2 separate regions of the Zea mays genome follow, and region 1 is linked to region 2. The links are chromatin contacts, called in public Hi-C maps. All regions are on one chromosome and are shown on one strand. The core of a region is the stretch at or near the end of the contact, and the rest is flanking DNA. Distances in the headings are between cores, read along the strand shown.

What was found. A called contact is a pair of places that touch in the nucleus more often than the background predicts.
Region 1: a contact with region 2 is called in a Hi-C map of ear, with 2.8 times the contacts expected there. The contact joins the promoter of LOC100191163 here to the promoter of LOC542547 in region 2. A contact is called at or near these places in 9 of 25 Hi-C or Micro-C datasets (bundle sheath, ear, endosperm and 3 more).

Annotation. Positions count from the first base shown.
Region 1 is chr4:93,549,318-93,553,385 of Zm-B73-REFERENCE-NAM-5.0, forward strand. LOC100191163 reads left to right here and starts at 2,226. Exons shown (of 10, transcript NM_001136598.1): 1 at 2,226-2,428; 2 at 2,510-2,567; 3 at 2,661-2,810; 4 at 2,898-2,957; 5 at 3,199-3,281; 6 at 3,355-3,412; 7 at 3,586-3,714. The coding sequence starts at 2,237.
Region 2 is chr4:93,394,583-93,398,236 of Zm-B73-REFERENCE-NAM-5.0, forward strand. LOC542547 (50S ribosomal protein L2, mitochondrial-like) reads left to right here and starts at 1,512. Exons shown (of 2, transcript NM_001148261.2): 1 at 1,512-1,731; 2 at 2,216-3,654. The coding sequence starts at 2,289. The coding sequence ends at 3,635.

The DNA.
Region 1 (4,068 bases), core at 976-3,475, 160 kb after region 2:
ACATATTTAGAACTTTTGAAATGTTTCTAAGTACCTCAAATAAATAGATTTTGAATTTCGAAAAATAGAAAAATATTCAGAAAAATATGAAAATCTACGAGCGACTACTACAAGACATATTGACATGATTCAAACACTTTTTACACTTGGAAACACTATCCAGCAGTATGAATGCAACAATCATGACACTCCTAGAGCTCCTACTAATATAGAACCAAAATAACTCTCTACTGATTTGATAAAGGGAAAAGAAAAGTGAATAAAGAAAAGGGTAACACCTGAACTTTGAGTATAGAGCAAAGAAATTTTTATACCCCAAAATTCAGGGTGTTACATGGACAAATTGAGGTAGTAAATAGAACTTTATCTACAATGCTTAGGGCTATTTTAGACAAGAATTTGAGACATTGGGAGGATTGCTTGCCTCATATTGAATTTGCTTATAATCACGCCACACATTCTTCTACAAAGATGTGCCCTTTTCAGATTGTTTATGGTTACATTTCTAGGGCACCTATTGATTTGATTTCACTTAATGCCGCGAGAGCCCCACATGTAGATGTTGCTGCATATGTTGAACAAATGATTACCATACATGAACAAACTAAACAGAATATTGCTGCTACTAATGCAAAAAGTCAAGTTGCTTAGGAAGAAAACTCGTTACTTTTGAGCCAGATGATATGGTTTGGTTGCACTTGAGAAATGATTAGTTTCCTAATTTGCACCATTCTAAATTAATGCCTCGTGTTGCTGGTCCTTTTAAGGTGCTAACAAAGATTAATGATAATGCTTATATCCTTGACCTGTCTGTAGAATTTGGTGTTTACACTAGTTTTAATGTTCCAGATTTGAAACCATACATGGGCGAGGATGACGAGTTACCGTTGAGGATGACTTCACTTCAAGAAGGGGAGGATGATGAGGATATCAACTGCAACACGAGTACGATACACCAGCAGCACCACCACCTCAGGCGCCACATCCCTCCTCAGCTAGGCCAACTTCACCTTAGGCACCACTTCCTTCATTAGTTGGGCAAATCACTCGGACCCGTGCAAGAGATCTTAACTTCGTCATGCTACTGAATAATGAGGGACCAGAAGAATAGACGACCGGCCCAATTACGACCCAAGGTGGAGGACCTAGGATGGGCCGCCCCTAGGGTTGCGTTTTTCCACCTTGGCCGCCACCAGGGGCTGTGCCCCTCTCTCTATTTATCTAGTAGCTGCACCTCCTTTTGTTCCTTGAGTTTTGTTTTACATTAGCCTTAGCTATTCCCAAACACGCACATATTAGCGCTGTCTTCGTGTATTCAGAACTCCACCATCGAGTAATAGACTAGATTGCTCGTATCTTTTTCTTGTTCGTTCTTCGATTGCGTGCAGGAAATGATCTTTGTGATCAGGCTGATCTTGCACCAGCAAGGTCGGTAACCATAGGGAGTTGGTTCAGCGATTGCATTGGCGCCTCGAGCTTGCTCGTCGTAGTCGGACCGTGAGGGTCATCTTCGCCAGATCGAAATTATCTCCACTCACCGAAAGATCGGGCACTTCAGCCTTATCAGGGAGTGGCTGCGGCATGGGTCCCTTCGGTCAGCTAGTGATGAGGTCGGTGCAGTGATTTGGTTTGGGCCGAGGAGAAGATTCAGCCCAGGTCTAGGTATGCTTCTCTTCTTTATATTTTGTGCCTTCTTTCTTGAATTTAGATTCTATATTCAACTCCAAATTATTTTGAGTTTCAAACTATAAATATACAAACAATAATGCAACAATATTTTATTATTCTATTTATTTATTATTCTAGAGAAGCAATTGCTTCTAGCTATGTAATTCACACATAAATAGTTTATTTTAGAGAAATAATTTCTATTGTATAGCTATCAAGATATGATTTAACTCAAATTTCTTTAAAGAGTTATAGATCAACAAAGGGATAACTTAATTATCTTTTCATTTGATCTTTTATTAGAAAAAGTTATTCATTTTGTGAGAAAATCCTTATTAAAAAGATATGTTGGTTCAAATCCTTTTGGAGAAGCTTTTATAGGTGCTAGAATAGGATTTTGGGGTTAGAGTGTTGCTCTAGCTAATTAAAATAGTAGAATAGCCGTTTGTAGTCGCGGTCCTAGAATAGGCGGGTTTATGTTAAATTCGTTGATCACGGATCACGGTCCACATATTCTTGGGTGGGCCTCTCCTCTCGTTTGCCTGCGCCGCCGCGATCGCCAATCGGCATGGCTCTTCCCAAACCCCGCCCGCCAACGCCGACGGCGTCAGCGGCCACGGGCACCTCCTCGTCGCGAATAGACTCGCCATCGCTAAAGGCCGCGCTCGCAATGGCTCTCATCCACTACAACCGCCTCCCTGGCAAAGCCAACGCCACCGCGGGCACATCACCCCCGTCTCTCCTCCACTGGAAGCGCAAGGTCCCATTCCCCTAGCAGCAACAACCCTCGGATTCAAACCCTACCTCCGCCTCTGACATTAGATCTCCTTCTCCCGCCCAGGCCAAGGACCGGAAGCGCGAAATCCTCCGCCTCCGCGAGGAGCTCAAGGTCCTCCAAGGTATGTAAGGCCATGCCAATCTATCCGCGCTATTGTTCGTCTGGCCGAATTCCATTGCAGGCGTCGTGGAAATTGAGTTTGTTATCGGAGCAGATGGGGTGCGCGGGGAGGAGATGGAGCCCCCGGTTGCGTCGTGCCGGTGCCACTTCTTCGACGGGTGCCGGGACCTTCGACCGCAGCAGGGTGGCGGTGGTGGGGAGCACTGGGTTGACGAGGTGCTGAGGAGGAGGTTTCTCAGACTGGGTATGGCTTCGGTTTGCTTCGATGTGCTAGTATTTTGAAATTTTTGTGGGCTGCTAATGTAATTTATACTTCTGTGATGTGTGACAGTGCGGTGGAAGGAGAAGCGACGGCGAGTGGATCGATCTCTTCCAAGTTCTAGTTTGATCGGTTGGTTCTGTCTTGAATCCACCGTCATAATTTTGATGTCATTCAAACATCTAAAATTTGAAAAGTCTGTAAACAACAGCCTTTCACTTGCCTTGGACTGCATTTCTCTTGCAGTAGAAAATCTGTCAATGTACAGTAGAAAATTTTCCCTGTGACGCTCATTTCTGATTATCTGGGTTACTCTTGGAAGAGAAAATGTTATATTTCTTAGGTTATAGTTTCAATTGTTTCACTTCTCCAGATTTCAACAGTGAGGATGAGATGCAGCAGCTCAGCATGTCGACTGATTTCCTGGTGGAGCTATCAGACGGCATTTTTGCCAAAGTAAAATCATATAGTTTGTTTACAACTAAGATATTTTGTTTCATCTTTCTAAAGGTAAGATTCACTTGTGCAGAGTGAAGCTGGCCACTCATTTGCTACATTTTCTCACCAAGCAGTAGATTTCATTTTGGGTAAGTTATATGTGAGCTGTTATGTATTTGGGCTTTTTCCATTAATCTTTGACAAAAACAGAATTCAATGAAATGAAAAATATGAATATTCAAATGATACACTGTTGCGTATGCAATCTACATTTGTTGAAACGACCTTGGCTAATCATTCGGTAATCATGTTCCCTGTTCAGCTACACTGAAGAACATTCTTTCATCGGAAAGGGAAAAAGACTTAGTTGGGGAGATAATCGATAGTTTAGTGACTCGTTTGATGAAAAGGATGTGCACTGTTCCTGAAAAGCTTGTCACATCAGATTCAGGTGAGAACTTATATATTATTATGTATTTGTTGTCTGAGACAAACACATTTAAAGTAGACATGGTTTGGTGAGCTGCACAGAAGCTATGATTTCATTTTGTAGCATCACTCTTCTCCATATTGTGAGAATAGATACCAGGATTGGGTAAGCGTGTCTGCCTACTAAGCAAGCTCAGGCAACAATGATATGTTTATATAGGAAGGTGAAAAGTGCAACCTTCTCGCGTCGCCTCGCTCGGGCGGCAAACCCTAGCGGTCGCCGCTACTCCACCTCGCCTCTGGCCTTGCCGCTGCCAGAGTAGGCGGCGGCGCTTCCCGCGCGCCTCTTCAAGGATGGCGGTGGCAAGGAGTGCTT
Region 2 (3,654 bases), core at 262-2,761:
TTGTCGAGCACCTTTTGCAGAAGAGCCCCTCAGGTTTGGGGTAATAAACTCGCCATCCCTCCACCATAGGAGAACTTTGCATCTGAGTCCCTAGGATTAACAAACAAACCCCTAGAATCTATAAGATTAATATTAGATAGCTCTAAAACTTAATTAGCCCATAACTTTTGCATTATAACTTCGATTTAATCCGTTTAAGTCGCATTAGCTTTGTAATAACATTGCCTACAGAGTAACAACATTATTTTTTTACCATGTCAAATATTTTTATAAATAGATATTTATTTAACCTATGTGTGGTAGATTAATCTCTTTAATCAAATTTATGAAACAATTTAGCAACAGTAATATTTTGCAAGAGCAAAGCACCCCTAGGGACATTGTAACTTGTATATTACTGCCAAATCATGTTTACTTAAGCTGAAAACTTAAACTTGTATTTTTAAAAAGTAAATAACTAAATGGATATAAAAAATACGCGAATCATGTACATGTATGAATTCTCTTCCACTTGTACAATTAAATAACTCAAATTTTTCTTCGATCCGAACTTTGCGACTTTGAAGCAAAACTGATGTTAAAACAGATCGTGCTAGTAGTTGGAAAGCCAGAATTTGAATCTTACCGTCATGGGTGAATGAAGCAGTCCTACCTCGGCATCGAGCTAGAGCATCGCGGTGGCCACATGGACTGTGGCAACCAGGGCGAAGGAGCCCATTAGGTGCCTACATGCTAGAACAAAAATTACCAGATTACAAAAAAATACCAAACGACACAGATCAAGATGGCAGCGGCGACGCGAAGCATGCGTACTGGATCTATGGGACTGTCGCTCACTTGGGGATAACAGAAGGCGGCGACGCAGAACCCTAGCTCTCCCTTTTCTCACCTCCCTCCTTCCTGTGCAGGGGTTTGGGATGCGATCGAGCGAGCTGAGAGGAGAGCCAGGACGGGTTGAATTGTTATATATGACGTGGAGGAGGAGATAGGGGACCACTGCAGCCGGCCAGCCGTCGTGCCTGAATGGGGGACCGGATTTGGCGCGGATAGATAAGTATCGTCGGCGTGAGCGTGGATGGATAACGTCGTCGGCGTGGGGATGGCAGAGGAGCTATTACTCGCGAGGGCGATTGCTGAGGAAGCGGGCGGGCGGGTGACCGGAGGAGACGGAGGTGCGCGACTTCATCGGGCGTTGGGCACCGTGCGACGTTGGAGTGCGGGCGGATGGATCGACACACCAGATCGATAAGTGGCAGAACGGTAGAACTAGGGAAGACACATAGTAGAGATAGTTTTAGAATTGCGGGTTGATTCTGAAGAGACGAGGGGTCTTTGAAAAATATTGACACGGAATGACCATTGAAACTGGTGCTTTAAGTATAAAAATAGAGAATAGAGATAGAGAATAGAGATTATCACCACTGCGTGGTAGGCTTTGCTAGATAGTTTATGGGGCCCTACCGGTTCTGGGCCGGAACTGTGTAAATAGGCCTATCACTATCCACTCACCAGCTGCGGCCTAGCTCTCTATCCAAGGCCCAAGCGCATCCCCGGGGGCCCATCGTAGCCGTCCTCGATCTCCCTCGCTCCGCAGCACACCACTCGTAGCCGCCGGCAAGGCGACTGACCTCTTTCCTGCTGCCGAGCGCCATCGTCTCCTCGGACCATCTCACCTCAGAGCTGCTGCGACCGCCGGCCAACCCGTCTAGGTCTTGTCCCTGCCGCTTCCTGGTTAGTTCCTCATCTTCAACCATTCGTGACGTGGGAACTAGTTAGCGAACACATCTGTACCAGGTCTAGATTGTGTAGAAAAAGATCTATTTTCTAGGCAAGGTACGCAACGGATTCTCTAGTTATGGTACTTCATAGTTCGTGGGTTGGGGAATGGGGATCGGCTTGGTTAGGGATTGGCGTGGCTGCGCGGTGGGGATGTGGGATTTGTTTTTTTTTTCCTACGCGGATTTGCTTGTCATGTGCCTGGAAACTGATTGTTTCGTGCTGCTTGATGCTGCTTTTGTGGCTTTGCTCTAATTGTCCGCCACCCAACACACTAGTTGCTTGGGTTTTTCCAGACCGGCCTAGGGCTCCGTAGTCCAGATGTGATCTGTATTGTAGATTTCTGCTGAATTGATGTAGTCATGCCAGATTCCATCCATATTGTAATAGTGCTTTATATGGACCTTAATTATTAGTCTTTGGTATTTGAATGTTGCAGAGCCTAGAACATCTTTGCATTTTGGAGAGTCTCCACTCGGAGCTATTGTACAGTCTCCATCCCTTTCAACGAGATGGCACGTCAGTCTGCTCTCTCGCTTGTGAGGGATCGAGCAAAGACGGGAGCGCTGAAGCGTCTGACTCTGAGTTCATCGAAGACGGCTGGGAGGAACTCGTCTGGGCGCATCACCTCTTTCCACCGTGGTGGAGGGGCCAAGAGGTTGCAGAGGAAGGTCGATGTGAAACGCGACGCCTGTTCCACGGGTATTGTGGAGCGGATCGAGTACGACCCGAATCGCTCCTCGAGCCTTGCTCTTGTGCGATGGGTGCAAGGGGTGCATTTCCGCCGCCCCAAGAGTCCACAAGAACTCAGTGCCATGTCTCAAATCCAACAATCTGCTACAGCTGATGTCTCCGGCCGGTTTTCCCTTGCTGCATTATCTAGTAGAGTGCATAAAGATAAGGAAGCTTCTGCACTGTACTCTGCTCTGGGAAATGGAGATATTTCTGCATCTCTTAAATCTGGTGCGTCATCGAGCTTACCGAGGATAGCTGTAGCTGGTGCCAAGCCCACATTCTTTGCTCAAGCCAAAGCGGATGAAGAAGGAAAACATACATTTTCCTTTACTGAGATTCAGAAATGGGCAACAGATGATGTGCTTTGGGCACAGAGAATGAAGCGTCAAGCTGCACTCTCCTGGCAGAATGAACTGAAGAAGAAACATTTGCTTAAGACACAAGCTAACAGCTTCAGTAGCTTGGCAGCAAAGACTAGTGGTACGAGTAAAGGGCCAAAGGGAAAGGCTGATTGCATACCAGTGTCTTATATATTGGCCAGTCACCAGTGCATGCCAGGTAGTACAGTGATGAACTATAATTCCTCGAAGCCTTCTAAGAGTTCAGCCTCTTCACCATATTCCTTGGAAAATCAGTTCGATATAATTGATCTCAACTCAAAGGTTGGAAATTGTATACCATTAGCCAATGCACGAATTGGAACCTGGGTGCATAATATTGAATGTCGTCCTGGTCAGGGTGGGAAGATGGTTCGAGCAGCTGGTACATATGCTAAGGTAGTCCAGGAGCCAGGCGCCAAGTGTGTCCTGCGCCTTCCCTCAGGTGCTGAGAAGGCTGTTGATTCAAGATGCCATGCTACAATTGGTATAGTCTCCAACCCAAGCCATGGTACACGCAAGCTAAGAAAGGCAGGGCACAGCAGGTGGTTAGGCAGACGCCCTGTTGTCCGTGGTGTTGCTATGAATCCTGTGGATCATCCCCATGGTGGAGGCGAGGGGCGTACTAAAGGAGGCAGGCCTTCAGTTTCTCCCTGGGGAAAGCCCACCAAAGCAGGGTACCGATCACCAAGTGTGGCCAGTCGGAAAGCGTTTGCTGGAACAAAGCTCATACAGTTCAGAAAATAAAGAATATGTGTTTGTGGCA